Regions from separate parts of the Lactuca sativa genome. Here region 1 is linked to region 2. Evidence: chromatin contacts called from public Hi-C data. All regions are on one chromosome and are shown on one strand. Each heading gives the region's core, a stretch centred on a gene start, on an enhancer-like site or on the middle of the called end of the contact. The rest is flanking DNA. Distances are from core to core; before and after follow the strand shown.

The links. Hi-C and Micro-C count contacts between places; a contact is called where the count stands out from the background.
Region 1: a Hi-C map of seed shows a contact between it and region 2, with 4 times the contacts expected there. The contact joins the promoter of LOC111895292 here to the promoter of LOC111895248 in region 2. A contact is called at or near these places in 2 of 4 Hi-C or Micro-C datasets (leaf and seed).

The regions. Positions count from the first base shown.
Region 1 is chr9:96,336,327-96,340,322 of Lsat_Salinas_v11, reverse strand. It overlaps LOC111895292, which reads left to right and starts at 1,400. Exons shown (of 2, transcript XM_023891384.1): 1 at 1,400-1,494; 2 at 1,617-2,367. The coding sequence starts at 1,400. The coding sequence ends at 2,367. It overlaps LOC111895270 (60S ribosomal protein L35), which reads right to left. Exons shown (of 4, transcript XM_023891360.3): 4 at 3,826-3,996. The coding sequence ends at 3,960.
Region 2 is chr9:95,454,252-95,458,463 of Lsat_Salinas_v11, reverse strand. It overlaps LOC111895248, which reads right to left and starts at 2,555. Exons shown (of 3, transcript XM_023891338.3): 1 at 2,400-2,555; 2 at 2,181-2,286; 3 at 1,009-1,492. The coding sequence starts at 2,432. The coding sequence ends at 1,320.

The DNA.
Region 1 (3,996 bases), core at 151-2,650, 880 kb before region 2:
TACATATGATGGTTTTAAGTATTTTATCACCATTATTGATGATCACAGTAGGCATACATGGGTACACTTGATGTCACAAAAACATTATGCCTTGCATCTTGTCAAATCTTTTGTAAAAATGGTCAAGGCACAATTTCATACAATGGTCAAAGTTATCAGAACAGATAATGCTATGGAGTTGGGATCTAGTTCAGAAGGCATTTCATTTTTTCAAGATAATGGTATTTTACATATGAAATCTACTCCCTACAATCCTTAACAAAATAGAGTTGTTGAGAGAAAGCATCAACACATTTTAGCCACCTCCAGAGCTCTTTATTTTAAGTGAAGAATTGGCATTGCTTACTGGGGCGATTGTGTCAAGACTGCAGTTCATTTAATCAATAAAATTCCTTCCAAAGTTCTAGATGGTCAAAGTCCTTTTCAAATTTTGTATAAAGAACAACCTTCATTTGATCAACTAAGAAGTTTTGGCTGTTTGTGTTATGTTTCATCATTACCTCAAGGAAGAGATCAATTCATGCCACATGCTAATCCATGCATTTTTATTGGTTATCCTCCTGGTCAAAAGGCATACAAAGTTTTAGATTTGGTACCCAAATCTATTTCGATTTCAAGAGATGTCAAATGCTTTGAGAATAATTTCCCATTACACTCATCAGATCGTTCTTTATCACTTCTTGACACGAATTCTTTCATTCCCACTCCTATTTCTGATCCTGTTGTTCAAAATTCCAATTTTACCCTTGATCCTAATTTTATTCCCAGTTCTGGTAATAATGTTTCTCCAGCTACTTCTTTCTTACCTGATTCACCTATTCAAGAACCCTTATTAAGGAGAACAACCAGAATATCTCAACCACCTATTCATCTTCAAGATTATATTTGTAATTCTGTTGTTAGAGATACATCTTCTTCTTGTTCTCACACTCTCACCAATTTATGTATTGGTCTTCATTCCCAGATTCAAAGTGTTTATTTAGTTGTTACCAAAACCTCATCCCATTTTCCACACATGGAAATTGAACCTGCTTTTTATCATTAAGCTAAAGTTAAGCCTCAGTGGGAAAAAGCTATGAGAAAAGAGTTACTAGCTTTAGATGGAAATCACACATGGGAAATCGTAAAACTGCCATAAGGGAAGAAACCAATTGCTTGTAGATGGGTATTCAAAATCAAATACAAAGCAGATGGTACTGTAGAAAGACATAAAGCAAGGCTAGTAGCAAAGGGTTTTACTCAAAAATAGGGGATAGACTACAATGAAACTTTTTCACCAGTTGTAAAGTTCACCACTGTTAGATGCATGGTTTCTATAGCCATGAAAAGGGGTTGGAATGTACATCAATTTGATGTAAATAATGCATTTCTGCATGGGGATCTTTATGAAGAAGTCTAAATGAGGCCTCCACCTGATCTTTTTCTTTCTTCTTCTTCACTTGTTGGCAAACTTAAAAAGCCATTGTATGGTTTAAAGCAAGCATCAAGACAGTGGTATGATAAGCTTTCATCTGCTCTTGTTCTTAAAGGATATCACAGTCATCAAATGATTATTCACTTTTCATAAAGAAAAATCCTACCAACATAGTCATTGTTGCCATATATGTTAATGATAGGTTGGTCACAGGAGATGATGACATAGAGATTCAATCTCTCAAGTCACTTCATAATAAATTTCAAATCAAGGATTTGGGTCACATTCATTATTTCTTGAGCATAAAGTTTAATATAGTTGCAAACGGAATGGTGATTAATCAACAAAAGTATGTCAACGAAATTATTTCTGCTTATTCAATGCAAGAACAATCTATCACTACCACTCCTTTATCACTGAAACTTCATTTATTGCCTTTAATGGAAGAACCTTTGCCAGATGTTACTATGTACAGCCAGCTCATTGGGAAATTGAATTTCCTTCTTCATACTCGACTAGATTTGGCATACTCAGTTCGGTATTTGAGTCAATTTAGCCAAACTCCATGTCAAGCTCATTACAATGATGGCATGCATGTATTACGATATCTTAAAGGCACTATAACACAATGGTTATTTTTCAATAAAAATCCTTCTTTTAACATTGAAGCTTTCTATGATTCTGATTGGGCATCATGCCCAATCACAAGAAGAAGTGTTAGTGGTTTCTTTATTTTTGGGGATACTCCTATTTCATGGAAGTCAAAGAAGCAAGTTACTATCTCCTTATCATATGCTGAAGCAGAATACAGGTCTAGGAGGCGTGTGTGTGCAGAATTAGCATGGCTAAGCCGTCTCTTATCTGAATTACAAGTGGACAATATTACCCCTATTCCTCTCAAGTGTGATAATCAAGCTGCCATTTGTATACCACGAAAGAACAAAACATATTGAACTCGACTATCATTTTGTTCGAGAGAAGCTTCAAGCTGGTCTGATTTCTTTGTCTCACGTTTCTACTCAACAACAATTGGTTGATGTCTTTACCAAACCTCTCTATGGACCAGCACATCAAGATGCAACAAACAAACTTGGGTTACTTCCATACCCCCCCCCCCCCCCCCCCCCCCGGTTTGAGGGGGGTGATAGCTTCTCTGTTCTGTTATTGTTGTTAAGGGTATTATAGTAATTTAATTACTAATTAGTTATCAGTCGTTGTTTTTTATAGAGTAGTATATATATAAAGTTCTTGTTATCTTCTTTGTAATCAGTTAATCAATACAATGAAGATTGAAAATTATTTCTTTTCTCTCAAGTTCTTGATTGTTTATAAGTTTCGACTCAGTGTTTGGAGAATCCTCCATTTGTTTGTGATTGATGACTTCTAAGTAGTTTCTAGTTCTATTTTGACATGTACTCTTCAAACTTCATGTAAATATCCTTTACCTTTAGCATAACGATATCAGGAGTTGACAGATATGTGTCATTCAATCAAAGGTTGAAGATTTATGTCTTGTTGTGGACGAAATGTGTAGATTTAGGAATAAAGTGATGTGTATGTGTAAGTTGTTCTAAAATAACCTCATATGCCATGTTTGATATGGAGTTTGAAATTGTTTTTGAAGCTTTGAATCGCTAACAATGATGGAATCTAAACGTAACTTGTTTTCATGAAATTGATAAAGATTCTAAACTTGTTTTCATGAAATTGATAAAGATTCTAAACTCATTTTTCTATTCTGAAACAATGTTTAAGTTATAAAATCGATCATTTGTTAGGAATTGCTTCTATGGATCTTTGTTTGGCTTTTAACTTTAACTTAAGGCTTCAGTGGTGATTCAAGCTCTACATATTACTCAACTTAACTTTTAATCCAGTCTACCATATAGAAATGTAATAATTTTGGTGCACTTGGTCAAATTAAAAGCTTATTTTGTTTTTACTATCTATTTGTTAAAGGATTAATAAGAAATTGGAGCTTGTATGATTTTTAAGAGAACTAAACTAAGCTTAGAATGTTTAAATTATTGGATCATCACTTGAAAGACATAGATTTGTGTAATAAAGTTCCAAAGGTTTAATGACATGTTTAGGATATTATCGGTGGCTTTTAAAAAAAGTAGAAACAACCTAGATGTATCAATGAGGTAAATAGAAACTTATAGCTTGACGTAGTATCATACTACATTATACACTCTTAAATAAAATCCATGTGACGTAGTATCATACTACATTATACACTCTTAAAACGAAAATCTAATTTTAGTGCTGAATTGTTAACCCTAACATCAACGTAATTATCCAAATCAACAAAATAAGGAGTTAAATGAATTATTCAGGTTCATATATATGGATATAGCAGCAACGATTTATAGACCAATATAAAATCAAATCAACAAGACAACTCTGCCTCAACTTCAAAGCAAAATCCAATATTTAATTGAATGCTAACAACCTTCAAATAATATCAAAACTCTGATAATAATTAAACAAAAAACGTACACAAATCCAAATTCAAAACTGAAGAAAAAAAGGGTTTCACTATCTATGCCTTGATTGCATACTTCCTCAAAGGAAAGTAC
Region 2 (4,212 bases), core at 1,306-3,805:
AAACATTAAATATTCTATACAATAATGCTTTTCTATAAAAAAAAAATGTAATCTTTTGTAACATTTATAAAAGAAATCAAATTGTTTGGATCACTTATGAAAATTTATTATCAAATTAACAGAATGATATATATATATATATATATATATATATATATATATATATATATATATATATATATATATATATATATATATATATATATAACCCATTAGAAATTTTTGGAAATTTATTTTAAGAAAAAATTGAAATCTTTAAAAAATGACAAGTGGAAAATAACAATTTTAAAAATTCTAGAAAATGATATATATCAAAATGAAAGTAAAGATGACAAGTCTCAAATATATATATATATATATATATATATATATATATATATATATATATAACCCATTAGAATTTTTTGGAAATTTATTTTAAGAAAAAATTGAAATCCTTAAAAAATGACAACTGGAAAATAATAATTTTAAAAATTCTAGAAAATGACATATATCAAAATGAAAGAAAAAATGACAAGTATCAAAAGTATTTTCATTTATTAGGTAGGATATAATAATAAAATATAACAATAAATACATATTAATTTCATTAATGGACTTTCTTTTAATTTCAAAATTACTAAATTAAAGTCATATTAGTTTCATTTGTTTATTCATCTAAATTATTTGTCTAAATTTAAAAATAAAAAAATAAAAAAAAAACCTTTAATTTTAATAATTCAATATTTTTCACTTTTCTTATAAATTCACACTTTTGAAATGTTTAAAAATTTATATTTTATTTTTCTTTCAAATAAACTCATACAATATATAGATCAAACATCTAGTTTGGCCAATATATTAAATGATTACTTCCATTTTATATGTTATTTACAATCTATTCTTGAACCCCCAATCACTCATTTAGTCTGGCATGGTCCAAATACTTCTTGTTCCAACCATAAATCTTGATTTCGAGTACAAGTAATTAACAACTTTCAATTAAAAAACGAGAATAAGAATATGAAATGGACCAACATATTCAGTTTCATTTATTATTATAAACAGGAGAGCTAGCTACCACAATAAGGACAATCCTCACATGACATCACATATAAAGTGACTTCTTCCCACTAAGATTCAATATCCCCACCCAACCCCACCTGAATTTACTGAAATACCCTTATGTCATCTCGGGCAATCTGGTCATTTCCCTTTTGTTTCAGGATGGTAAGATCAATAATAATACATACATACATACATACATACATGCATAGATTAGGGGAGGCATGAAAAAGTAGCTAGACGTTAATGAGTCACCATGTTATGCCATATTTTAATTACTCATCATCATCATCCTTGTCTGAGTTGTTTGATTTGTTATCAGATATCATTTTTTGAATCAACTCGCTCGTCTCTGATTCCGACATCTGTCGACTTGCTCCTGTTGATGACTGAGACTGCAAGTACGACTCAAAGAACTCCTTGTTCTCTTTCTCTAACTCCTTCCACACTGCATGTTATGTGTAGGGTTTTGTTTCACTTTTAATAATAATGTGATCATATTTAACAATTTCGGTTAGGATCATGGTTATATATATATATATATATATATATATATATATATATATATATATATATATATATATATATATATATATATATATATATATATATATATATATATATGGATCGGATCTACTGTCCATTTTCTTTCCAAAAGAGTCCTTTAACAAATAGTGAGTTTCCAACATAATCTATACACGTAGATTTGAGTGTGTCTAGCTAGTTGATGTGGGACTTACACATGACCCCTAACATGGAGGCTCAATGATGGCTTTGATATCATGTTAGATATGTTAAATTGTTGATTTTCTTTCCAAAAGAGCCCATAAGGAAGAGAGGGGAGACGCCAACATATATACAAGCAGTAGGAGGGGACTGTGTCTAACCGATGTGACTATAGGTTTTGATTAGATGATGACATGTGTGCTAGATGTTTATTTTGATACCATGTTGGAGATATAGATTTCTTGATTTTTTTCGAAAGATAACTCTTAAGAAGAGAATGGAGACTCCAACATATATTGGGATTGTGTCTAGCTCTAGCTGATCATGTGTGTATGGCCATGCATGCATGGTCATATATGAATGATCTGTATATATATAGTTTGAGGTAGAGGAAAGGAAAGGAAACTAACCGGTTGAGGTGATGACCGGCTTGATGTTTGCATGTTTAGATAGGGCTTCCATGCACTCTTCTTTGCTCATGCGGAAGATCAAACACTTTTCTATAAGATGTTGCACCTAAAACAAATCACACCATGCATATATATAGTTAAACTTTTAACTATGATCATCTATAAAACTTTCCATATGAATTATGAACCATATGTTTTTGTTGTTATTGTTGTTGTTACCATGTGTATGTATGAAGCTGAAGAGTCATCCATCTTAATTATCACTTTCACTGGTTTTGTGATACAAATATGGACATGTATATATGTGAAGGATTTTTGTGTTGTATAGAGAGTGATGAGAGCTAGCGATCATGAAGCAAGGAAAATGCGTTTGAAAGTTATATAGAGATGAAAATGGTGAAGGAGATGGTGGGGTGGGCCATGGAGTCCATGTGGGAGATAGATGATAACTGGTGGAGAAGGGTTTAGAGGAGATTTGGAGTTCAACATTTCTGTCTTGTAGGAATCCAATGTGGCAGCCCCCCTTCACGTGACCAGTGGGTCCCACCTACCCTAGACATTCTCTAAAGTTTCAAGACTATTCACCAATATGCTACTTGGAAAAAAAAAAAGCATCATTACCATAAAAAGACAATGAATTTATCGTCCTCAAAACCTTTTAGCAAATCAGAATGTGACATATGGCAATTCATGATCACAGATTCTAGTGAATATACATAGGGATGCTGCACCAAGCTTACTGCTGATGTGGTGACATACAGGATCGTCCATTTGTCCATGTGATGATTTGGTGCTTCATGATTGGTTGATGGAAACAAGACAAGTAAAAGACATTGATGATCTGGACTTCTTTCGGTTCTTTAAGATCATAACTTCACTGGTTCATTTTTATCTAGCTAGCCTTATATTTTTTTTATATTAATTTTACATAGATATTATGGTTTGGAACATCATTTGTACACATCCGGTGTTTCTTGAAGTTTCTGTTTTTCTTTGTGGACTCCAGTCAAGTGATTGGTTTGTCTTATTACAACTTACAAGTAGCACAAACTGTCCAAGAAGGATGAATATATGCAAACATATCTTCTTATTCAACACTTTATAGAACACCAACTCAGCCCCCACTAAAAAGAAAGAACTCTTGATGGGAGGGTTTGAGTACTTATAAAGTAAATATCTAATCCAATAGTGGAATCTTGTATGACAAAAAACATGCCACCAATAGATTGAAATCTAAAGTTATTCTTCTAGCAACTTTTAAGTTGTTCATAATACCCTAAACATCATTTGAGATGTAAATCAGACCCACACTGTAACCATTGAAGATTTCATTTTGTGTCCGTCTTTGGAATTCAAGATTCAAATAGGACTTGAATTACGTAGGAATCATTCAAGAAATTGAAAGGAATTTAATTATTTGTTAAAAGACAAAAATACCCGAATGTTATTTCTTTAACTTTTTACTCTTTAAATAAATTTTACAAGTCCTTAAGATGGGAGTGTAGTGGCTGAGGAGTGGAATACCGCACAAGAGGTCAAGGGTTCTAACCCTAACACACACAAAATATTGTTAGTATTCATTGATTGACCTCTCACGTGAACCTAAGACAGCTTGGACCACTCAGATGATACGGTTTACCATTTTTTTTAAATAAAATTCTAGTGACAACATAAGCACAGGTGGAACACATGTCCAATATACATCCTAGACGAAGTGAAATATGCATAAATCTCAAAATTACACAGATTTCTAATACAAGAGTTGGTGTTGGGGCCCATCTACAGAAACTGACAAACTACAAACTCCAAAACAATGTATCTTATACATCACATAGATACCAAACAGAAAGATGCACAGGTATTGGGACCACTACTAATATAGTATAATGATGACTACAAACTAGTTACAATTATACATACAGTCATCAAATGAGAGGTGAAAAAACCCTTAGATTATTGGGGATCGATCTAGGATAATGACCTTATCTTGAAAAGCTACCAACCTACAACCTACAACCACAAAAATCCTCAT